2 separate regions of the Danio rerio genome follow, and region 2 is linked to region 1. The links are chromatin contacts, called in public Micro-C maps. All regions are on one chromosome and are shown on one strand. The core of a region is the stretch at or near the end of the contact, and the rest is flanking DNA. Distances in the headings are between cores, read along the strand shown.

The links. A called contact is a pair of places that touch in the nucleus more often than the background predicts.
Region 2: a contact with region 1 is called in a Micro-C map of caudal fin, with 11 times the contacts expected there. The contact joins the promoter of cnksr2b here to the promoter of ppme1 in region 1. A contact is called at or near these places in 5 of 18 Hi-C or Micro-C datasets (caudal fin, embryo, hematopoietic stem cells and 1 more) and 3 of 4 datasets of contacts at active chromatin or transcription factors (caudal fin, embryo and gastrula embryo).

The regions. Positions count from the first base shown.
Region 1 is chr21:26,831,577-26,837,416 of GRCz12tu, reverse strand. ppme1 (protein phosphatase methylesterase 1) reads left to right here and starts at 2,666. Exons shown (of 14, transcript NM_199937.1): 1 at 2,666-2,864. The coding sequence starts at 2,782.
Region 2 is chr21:26,964,585-26,970,424 of GRCz12tu, reverse strand. It overlaps cnksr2b (connector enhancer of kinase suppressor of Ras 2b), which reads left to right and starts at 2,440. Exons shown (of 22, transcript XM_073935398.1): 1 at 2,440-2,880. It overlaps nlrc3l1 (NLR family, CARD domain containing 3-like 1), which reads right to left and starts at 3,445. Exons shown (of 7, transcript XM_009295431.4): 1 at 3,185-3,445; 2 at 2,345-2,534; 3 at 891-992; 4 at 210-305. The coding sequence starts at 2,490.

The sequences.
Region 1 (5,840 bases), core at 1,417-3,916:
ATACACTTGTGTATTCAGAACATGGGTGTGTGCCGTGATTATGTTTATGTTACACTGTGTACACTGAGAAACCACAAGACTGGTGTGAGGGCCAGTATACATCTGGTTAACGTTGGTTAATATCTCATTTTCACCCATTTTGATGATTGCTGTGGAATACTATATTTTTCAAACACATTGACGTATCGCTACAGAACTTAAACACCATGCCCTGAAGATACAGTAACTTTCGGGCAGTAACTCCTTGTTAAATTATAACAATTTTTAAAAACATGCTTATTATGTTTGTTTAGTTTTGTCTTTTATCATAAAACTGGTCTTGTTTTCCTTGAACATTGATACAAATAATGCCATCATTGACTTAAGTTTCTAACTTAACCAAATTTGCTAAGATTGTCATCCAGCATAATGTTATGAACTTACTGTTGATGGGTGAGTTTATGTTTACCATATTGACCAATTTGATACCTGAACTCCATCTCAGGTTGTATCTCTTTAAATCATCCAACTTGTCCATCATCATCATCTCAACAAATCAGTTTGGTAACAGCGTCCCCTATTGGTCATTTGGGAATGTATTGATGCATTGATGTTACTTGCATCTTCACACACTGGCCACTTTATTAGGTGCACCTTACAAGTACCGGGTTGGACCCCTTTTACCTTCAGAACTGTCTTTATCCTTCATGGCATAGATTCAACAATGTACTGGAAATATTCCTCAGAAATTTTGGTTTATAGTGACTTGATAGAATCACGCAGTTGCTGCAGATTTGTCGACTGCACATCTATGATGCAAAGGTGCTCTATTGGATTGAGATTTGGTAACTGTGAAGGCCATTTGAGTACAGTAAACTTATTGTCATGTTCAAGAAACCAGTCTGAGATGATTTGCCCTTTATGACATGACGCGTTACGCTGCTGGATGTAGCCATCAAAAGTTGCTGCCATGGCTAACTAGAAATTTTCATTATTGAGTGGTTGGACAGGTGTACTATAAAGTGGCTGGTGAGTGTGTATTCATTATTTGTCTTCAAAAACAAAAATACTTTCAGATTATAAATGAGTGCACCCCCGTTTCAGTTTATATATTATATATGTAATACATATATAATGCATATTTGGTGTGTTTTTGTGACCAATACAGTTTAATTAAAGAGTTTATCCATTTAATATATGAATATATAATCCAGCAATAAAGATACTACATTTATCTACACATATCTACTATCTGTCTCTTTCTCTCTGAACTCGTTTTGATTGTATTGTAATGATGTGTAAAAATGCTTTGGAATGATAATTATAAATTAGAGCATTATATAAATAAAATTGAAAATAATAACTATAAAATGTTAACTTTGAAATAAAATATAAATTTATATTATTATTATCAGGCAGTACTGAGTAGCTATAAGTTGGAATTTATATTTTTATTAATTATGAAATATATTAGTGATATAATTTTTTTATTGTTTTTTATTTGTTTTTTTTTTTTACTTATTTGTATTTACATAAGTTTAAGTTAAATAAGTTTAATACAACACACTTTCTTAGCAACTTGCTGAAACAAAAAGTAACAGCATTATTTTAAAAACAGCACCTCACGCACCCCGTTTTATTTTTTCCCAATTTTTGTTTAATGGAGAGCAGATTTTTTCAACACATTTCTAAACATAATAATTTTAATAACTCATTTCTAAAAACTAAATTATTTTATCTTTGACATGATGACAGTAAATAATATTTGACTAGATATTTTTCAAGACACTTCTATACAGCTTGAAGTGACATTTAAAGGCTTAACTAGGTTAATAAGGTTAACTAGGCAGGTTAGAGTAATTAGGCAAGTTATTGTATAAAGACGATTTGTTCTGTGGACTACTGAAAAAATGAATAGCTTAAAGCGCTAATCATTTTGAACTTAAAATGTTATATATATATCTTTATTCTAGCCAAAATAAAACAATTTAAACTTTCTTCAGAAGAAAAACTATTATCAGATATACTGTGAAAATGTCCTTGCTCTGTTAAACATCATTTGGGAAATATTCAAAAAAGGAAAAAAAAAAGAAAAAAAAATCAAAGGGGGGCTAATAATTCTGACATCAGCTATATATATATATATATATATATATATATATATATATATATATATATATATATATATATATATATATATATATATATATATATATGATAAAGAATATGGAATTAGGTTAAAAACTATGAATTTATTATTAACTAATTATCATTAATAGATTCATTAATATATGTGGTCAAAGGTTTTTGTGAAGGCTGTGCATATTAATTTGTATTATTAAATAAGCGGAAACTTACGATAATATTTTTTTTGTTTGTTTTGCAATAGAAAAATTATAAGAACAATAAATTAGACACATTTAGACACTCAGGAGACTGATGATAATCAATCCATCATCCTTTGTATTGCATTACGTCATAGTTTTCAGGCTGGTTTACGTGCCGAGGAGCCCAAACTGGTGTTTGCTGTTAGTTGTAGTTCTTTCCATGCACTGTGACGTCAGCGCCAGCAGTAAAATCCAGTTACATGACTACACTTACCATAATGCACTCCGGGCAAAAGTGCTGGTGGGTGGAGACTACTGGTGCGAACATAGATTTCTGTACCTGTCTGCTGAGCTAGTCCGATTTATCGTTCATTTCTCTTAAGTGTGCAGTTGCAGTGTGTATAGAAGGCGACTCGTATGGTGCAAAGAAAGCTAGACGTTTTAGGCGCTCAAAGGGTTTGGTTTTCCTCACATCATGGAGAAACAGTTGCATTTGAATTTGCTAGCCTCTAAGCCCCCAATGGCAGGTTTGCAGTCGGGATCTAAAATAAGAATGGGGTGAGTTTACACTTTAATATCATGTTTAGCCATCGTGTAATGCTTACATACTAGACAGGGTGTTAGAGCAACCCTTTATCGCTGATGGCCGATTGCTGTCACGATCTACATTCGTGAGTCACGAGTCGTAACAATTCTCGAGATCTGTTGAATATTTTCACGTGTAACTGCTTTGAAATCTCTCAAACCTGTCTTAGTTTAGCTAACAGCAGTATGTGGTTTAATTCTGCCCCTCTGATCTGTGTGACTCCTGCGTCTTGTGTCTCATCCAAGCAGCACGATCACGACTCACTCGATAGCGATGATCGAGTCATTCTCCCGAATCGGATCATTTCTCCTGCTCGTTTGGTACTAACTAGTGTGTTCTAGTATTAATGCTATTTGGAAGTATGTTTGCTGCGTTGTGATTGTCACGTGACCTGCTAGCGTCAGTTGCGTCGCTTATTTAGCCATTCACAAATCCTGTCCCATGACCTCCCAGCAAGCTTTTTTTGTTTTTAAAAGATGTCTAATAGACGTCTTAACAGTCGTCTTGGCTAAAACAAGGCTACATTTGGGCTTTCAGTGAAAATCTAATATACGTCTTAGAATAGGCCAAAACTAGACTAAACATCAAATACACAGAATTAAATGACTACAGATATAAAGTCTGTCTAATCTGTCTATTTTGGGCTATTTTTTAGATCGCTATTAGATTTTCACTGACATTTTTTACGAGTTTAGCCTTGTTTTAGCCAAGCTGTCTTTGATTAGATGTCTATTAGACGTCCATTAAACACCAAATTGTTTGCTGGGCTCAAGGTAAAGTATGCCCACTTTAGTATCCCACTGAAAGTAGTGCATTCTTTGAGTACTCTAGTCATTTATGAGTACTTTGAATTCAGACTAAAGGTGCAGACTTAACCAATAAGTGAGGTAAGCAGTCGCTTAGGGGCCCCCAACCAATGCACAGAGACCTATATTAATCATATAGCTTTTTTATTAATTTTCTATAATATGTTGTAAAATCTGGCGATGCAGTGGCTCGGTAGGTAGTGCTGTCATCTCACAGCAAGAGGGTCGCTGGTTCGAGCCTCGGCTCAGTTGGCAATTTTGTGTCGAGTTTGCATGTTCTCCCTTCGTTCATGTGGATTTCCTCTGGATGCTCTGGTTTCCCCCACAGTACAAAGACATGCGGTACAGGTGAATTGGGTAGGCTAAATTGTCCATAGTGTATGAATGTGTGTGGATGTTTCCCAGAGATAGGTTGTGGCTGGAAGGGCATCTGCTGTGTAAAAACGTGTTGGATAAGTTGGCGGTTCATTCCGCTGTGGCGACCCTGGATTAATAAAGGGACTAAACCGACAAGAAAATGAATGAATGTTGTAAAATCTGTCTATAACTATTAAGATTTTAACGTTATTAGCCTACTACTCTTCAAAAGTGGAACATTCTTTTCTTACTGCACGTGCAAGTATTAAAATCTAATCACAAATATGACTTATTAACTGTACATAATGTTTTATTTGTGAATTTATTGTGTTTAATTTGACATTAAGAAGATAAAAGTTCCACTTAAAATATATATTTTATCGTGTGGTTTATTTACAAAAAAAAATCTGTAAAGGGGCAGCAAAGTGGCACAGTAGCACAATCGCTTCACAGCAAGAAGGTTGCTGGGTTAAGCCTCAACTGGGTCAGTTGGCATTTCTGTGAGGAGTTTGCATGTTCTCCTCGTGATCGTGTGTTTCCACCTGGTCCTCCGGTTTCCCCCACAAGTCCAAGATCATGTGGTATTGGTGAATTGGGTAAGCTAAGGTTGTTTGTAGTGTATGAGTGTGTATGGATGTTTCCCAGTGATGGGTTGCAGCTGGAAGGGCATCCGCTGCGTAAAACATAAGCTGGATAAGTTGGCGGTTCATTCCGCTGCAGCGACCCCAAGGGATTAAGCCGAGAAGAAAATGAATGAATGAAAATCTTTAAAGAAAATTTATATCTATAGAAAGAATGTTTTGAGTTTCAATGCTAGGGCCCCATACCTGCAATTGTTTAAGACCCCCAAATCATGAAGTCTGCCCCTGTTCTTAAGTCTGATGACATTTTGTCTTTTGTAAAACATCTGAAATGTTGTTTTGGTCATTCTAAAACATCTGAACTGTTTCTGTATTAGTGTTAATTTCTAAAAATTTCAGTTATACCGTTCCTACGGTATGTGTAGTTTTTTTTTTTATACATTTTTTATTTATTGTTTTTTTTTAGGAGAACAATATCTCTAGCAGAAAAGATATATCATGTTTACTGTTCCAAAACATTTTATATGTTTCTTAAAATAAAATATATTGGCCGTGTCTGAAATCGCCTTCCACTCAGTTGGTACTGCATTTGAATTTGAATTTATTACTTGACCGATAGAAAAGTCTGTTCTATACACTATGAATGTGAGTAGTATGAGTGAGCTCAGAAGTACAACAGATGTCATTTTTTTCATCATCACGTGACCTACCCACTTCACACCCATTCATGAATGCTCTCGCAGTGCATCATGGGATAGCATAGTGTCCATCGGATGCACACTTTAGAATCTCACCAGAAGTTGTAGGTCATCTGGATACTTCTCGCATACTATTTTTCGAATTCTACGAATTCAGACATACTACTCGGCTCGCATACTGTTTTTAGCTTACTGTATAGTATGTAAGTAATTTCGGAGGTAGCCGTTGTGTTCAAAGCAAAAAAAGGTTGTTGTTTTTTACCCTGAATTTTTAAAAGAATATATTTTAGAGCAGTTATCACAATACCGTAAAACTGTGATGTTTTTATCCAAGGTTATCATACCGTTAAAATCTCATATACTGTACATGTGACCAAATAAAGGTGTCTCTAAAAATGTTTATGTTGTTAATATTTTAACATCGATACATAATAATAGGCGTTTCGTTGATCTGCTGATTGATGTCAATATCACAGTGTTGTTACACCTCTAATACTTGACCAAGA
Region 2 (5,840 bases), core at 1,191-3,690, 130 kb before region 1:
AAATATAGATGAATGTTTCAAATGAATGAATATTAAATCAATAAACAATCCTCATATCCAAATGTTTAAAGGCATTAATCAGTATAAACAACATCTGCCAGTCTTAAAATGACTCAAAACATAATATAAGACCTTTGAATCGTAAACTAATAAGCATGGTTATGGCTCAACTCAAAACAGTAGAGATGCATCATGTGACTTTGGCTGACCTTTCTCCAGCTTCATCCTCCATATTCAAGTCTTCATCATCACTAATAAAGGAATCACTGCTAGAAGCAGATGAGTCCCGTCTGTATAGCTGAACCCTGTGGAAAAAGTTAAACTCTTATCTTGGCCAACCAGACATACGAGAATGACAACCTAAGCCACAAGCACACAGAGAACAAAGTCTCTGATCTCTCTCTAAAAAAACATTCTACAGTAGGTGTCATTTTAATTGACTGCATTTGCTACATATGCCACTGCTAAACCCTAAATCCTTTCTCTAAAATGCTGTTACACTTTATAATGAACATACAGTATTACCTGTGCCAGCTATAAAAAAAATCGAGAGATCAGGACTTGTTTCTTTAGATTTAAGATTTACTGTATGGTTATGCTGGAGTAAAACATAATAACATTTAGCTTTTTTTTCCTGTAAACTACAGATGACATTTCATCCAAATTCAAAATAAAGCAATGTCATTTTAGATGCATTTTCTGCCAGAATAAGCTGTAAATGATCATGCCCATTAAAGAATAAAATATATTTACATTTTACTCAAACCAATATATGTAATAAATCCAGAGAAACTGAATGTTCAAGTGGCCTCGAGATTTTTTCAATAGATGTAAATAAAACTGCCCCTGAGCTTATATCAAAACAGTGAATGTCGCTGATGAAATCTTACTGTGTGCGAGTCGGTCCATGCTCTTCTCTTGTTTCTGACCAGCTGTTACTTTCCATGGAGTTGTAACTGGATGCAGGCGACTCTGCTCTCTCCACATATTGTCTGGTGAAAAATACGAATTTTTGATTGTGTCATTTATTACACACAAGAGACTGTAAACTGTAAGTGAATGGGTTGCATCTAACTACACGTACATAAGGCAACACTAAACTTAGTAAATAGGTCAAAGACACAATGTCCCATTTTGGAGTATGCATCAAATTAAACTTAGAAAGAGATTTATACATAGAACGCATATTAAATGGAAGTGGAAATTTTTGGAAACTTTAGCAAAAATCTATTTTAATTGTTCTATCGTCATTTAGTGTAAATGTTATATTATGTATAGTAGTCAACATTTGAAGTGGATCAAAACATTTGAAAAACACCCATTCTTGTCTTAGGACAATTCAGATTTTTTTTTCAAATGTCGACTATATACACTATAATTTTTTTTTCTCCATGTTTTTATTTGTTGAGAAAATTATTCTTTTCATCAAGGTGGCATTTATTAAATGTTAAATTTAACAAAAAACTGTTAAATTGTTAAACATTTATTAAATATATATTACTTTAGTAGTTTATATTAAATTATTACTCCAGTCACTATTGCATTTATTACTATTGCCATTAATAATAGTAACAATCATTAATATTAGAATGATTTCTGAAGGATCATGTGACTCTGAAGACTGGAGTAATGAAGCTAAAAATTAATAATTAAAATGACCGGAATAAATGATTAAATTAAATTATAAACTACTTATGAACAGTTGTTTTAAAGTGCAATAACATTTATAAATTTGAATTGCATTTTTGATTAAATAAATGCAGCCTTGGTGAGCAGGAGAAGCTTATTTTAAAACAATATAAATCTTTCCGACCCCAAACCTTACGGTAGTGTGTATAGCAGAACCTGTATATATACAGAACCTGTTACATATATTATTGAATAATAAGCAACAATCAAAATATATATATATATGATAAATTATTAAAAACCTGAGAAATGGCCAAGACAGGTAGGTTAAAACTTAGTTGTTTTAAGGTTTAAGATAACATGTAATTATAGCTTTCTATAATTAATGAGTCTTTTACTGTTATCAAATAATTCCTGTCCTAAAATGCCTGACAGAATTTTTATACTACTGTTATACAATGCCAGTTAATTGGTTAAATGTGTTATAAAATTAAATGTTTAATTTCTAATATGTATGAGTTGTTTGTTCTTTAACACTAAAACAGAATATGGTATTGTACGTTTGTTTTTGTGTTTGAAAGCGGATTTATCTCACCAGCAGGTGTCGCACTTGAACCACAGAACATGCACGCGTCTAAAATGAACATCAACATGGACATCAACTGCTGAATCATACCACCCCACCAATATCATATTACCAAAAAAGCCATATTACCCCACAGGATCGGAGTATCCCAGAGAGAATGGAAGTGTCCTCTCAGGAAGGACGTCCTCTTCATCCCCATTTTCACTTCCGAATGCGGAAGCCCCGATTCCTAATGGCAGACTGTTGTCTGACGCCATGTCCACGTCGTCGTCCATGTTTTGCTATTTAATCTTCGTTTGTCACAAAACTGATGATTACCCTGTTAAGAGAGATGCGCAGATTACCCTCAATTGCCTTTTTGTGAATGGACCATGCCTCTTCTTGCAGGAGGACTGCAGTGCTGCGACGTGAGCATTAAAATCGAAGATGTTTGTTATATAGGGCTTAACCCTTTCTATACCACACACACAAGTAATGTTTTAGTCCCCTAATTTCTGATGCCAGTTGCAAAAATGGCAGTTTAGCAACCGACAGACAATCATGAACTGCCTGCTTATGTCTGGGCTTACTTATAAACGTACAGCAGAGCACTGTAACGTGCTGATTTACTTTTGGCGTCACGAGTTTTTAAGATGTTTCCAGCAGTGACAGAAACGCTGTTTGAGGTAAAGAGACTTTTTAACCTTAGTTGTTCTTGTTAACACAGGTTGGACCGGTTCAGTACTGTTTACTTCATAAATATGCAAAAAAATGGTACGTTAACATGCTAATTAATGTGCACAACAACAACAAAACTAGCTAGTTACGTTGAGAAAAGTCCATTTGTCCTAATATTTAAAGAAACTTTTTGTTCAGCAAACGTTAATCATATGGCCTTTTTGATGTCTTTTGGACACACAGTTTATGTTAATAAGAACTTTAAGCCTATATTAAAGTATAGCTATAGCAGCTGTCTATTAATAAACTTACCCGTGTTTGTTGTTTATGTCTTTAGCAGTGTTTCTGCCCTCTCCTGTCGATCAAGCTTAGTTCGCATAAAATTCCGGAAATCGACGCTAACCCGGTTGGTTAACTAGTGCATTTTTGATGATTTTTCCATAAACTGTTTTCTATTAGCATAAATTGTGGACTCGTATGATACTACAGACACGTGTATATTAAACTTTACTAGCGAACCTACTTCTACGCGCTGCTAATGTGTCTGATAAGAATCACTTTCGATTTGAAGTTGTTCACTTCCTGGTTTTCTTAAAGAAACTGCAGTCAAAATATTTAGTGACGTACAGTTAAAGTCAGAATATTTGTCCCCCGAATTATTTGCTCCCTTGTTTACCCCCCAATTTCTAGAGAGTAGATTTTGTCAGCACATTTCTAAACAAAATAGTTTTAATAACTCATTTCTAATAACTGATTTATTTTATCTTTGCCATGATGACAGTAAATAATATTTGACTAGATATTTTTCAAGACACTTCTATACAGCTTAAAGTGACATTTAAAGGCTTAACTAACTAGGCAGGTAAGACTAATTAGGCAAGTTATTGAATTAGGATAATTTTTTGTTCTGTAGACTCAAATGACAATACAGCTTAAAGAAGCTAATTGGACCTTCAAATGTTTTTTTTATTATATTTTTTTATTCAAGCCGCAATAATACAAATAAGACTTTCTCCAGAAGAAAAAAATATTGTCAGACTTACTGTGAAAATTTCCTTGCTCTGTTAAACATTATTTGGGAAATATTTAAAAAAAAATTAAAGGGGGGCTAATAATTCTGACTTCAACTGTAGATTTTGTAGTTAGCCTAGTAGCTTACAAACAGTATAGTCCTCTATTTTACTGGCAAAATGTTTTATACACAAATTTAAATTTGTGTCTATAAAGCTTGTTTCTAATTTTTTGTAAATATTTTAAATAATATTTGGAGACAATCTCTGCCTCCAGCAATGTTTTAAAATTGATACTGTAAATTTTATGTATCTTTTCTATAATATTCATATGACATTTTTATATGTGACCTTTTATACATCACTGCGATCGTGCTTTAAGATAACTTTAAAATGTTCTATTGAAATTTATATTACATCTGGCTTTATTGTTGTTTCTCTTTTTGTTTTGCTATGTTCTGCTTGTATTTTATTTTATTTTTTGTAGGATTTATCACTTTTCAGTATAAATTTGTACTCTTGTTGAAGGTTCTAATAAAAAAAAAAAAAAAAAAAAACAGTTTAGTACTCATAGCCGATGTTACATGCTAAGCAGATTTTTTTTTTAAAGTGAAATTATCATTAGTGCACTGGTTTTGTGTTTGGAAACGACTTTGTTTGTTCTTTATTCAGTACATAATTAAATGGTTATTTTTAGCCTGTATCCACAATCCTTATTTTTTTACAATGAAAAATAAAATCTGGTATTGAATTTATTCTTCAATGTCAAAGTGCGTCAGTTTTCACAATTGTTATAGAACTTCCCATTCAGTCCCTTATGGGAGAAATGACAAAAAGAGTAATAAATGACAGAAAACGGTCAAACCACTCGCTCTACAAACAAGTGTGTTCAAAATTACACACAAAAAGTAGAACAATATAATAATATATAAATAATAATATAATATAATAGTAATATAAAAATATCATTTTACAACATCAAGCTGCATAACTATCTTTTTTTAACATCTAAAAATCAATGGAAGTGAATGAGACCGGAAGTGTTGAGCCAAAAAGATTCCAATGGCTGCGCTCGCTCTTACATGATGATTACGGTCAGCAGGACATTATTAATTTTTTGGACATTTTTGTAAACATTATAGCTCAATGCAATGCAGCTTAACATTTCAAATACAGTATGGACCTTATTCTTTCATGTAAGATCAGGCACAGCCATTGGAACCTAACTAGAAAACTTTTCTGGTCTCATTTACTTCCATTGATTTTTAGATGTTAAAAACAGCTCATTAACTTGCTTGATATTGAAAGCTTGTATTTTCTTTTTCTTTTTTATGCATGGTCATAAACACAATTGTTTATGTGTTAATTGTTAACTGTAGAGCAGTTTTAACAGTTTACTGCTGTTTATTATTCTTAGTCTTTTGTCCTATAGGCAAATAAATCATAAGTTCTAAAACAATCACAGAAAAGAGCTTACCTCCCAATTGCACATAGACTGTTTATTTTTTTTATTGGACAGTATAAATAGTTTATAATTTTACTAGACTGTGTAAATTTATTGGATACTAAAGAGACCTGAAGCCTTGAATCAGAGATATATTGGTTAAGCTAAATTCCAACAAAATGCAGGTTTGAATATGTCATATAATCATTAACAACATGTAAAAATGTTACTCCTGATACCAATGGCTCATATTTGTACCATACTGTAAGAGTCATAAAACATAAAAAGCTCTTTGAGATTATTTGGATACTGGTTACTGGTAGTCACACCAAATTAATAAACGTGTGTATGTGTATGTATGCAGGTTTATGTGGTTTACAAGGACACACAATTGTGTAATAGATTGCATATCTTTTGATGCGGTTTATAAGAAAGTCTTCTTGTAATTCAAAACGCTTAAAATCATACTTAACAGTCTTTTAATATTTAGACTTTGCCACACGTTTCCAGGGTA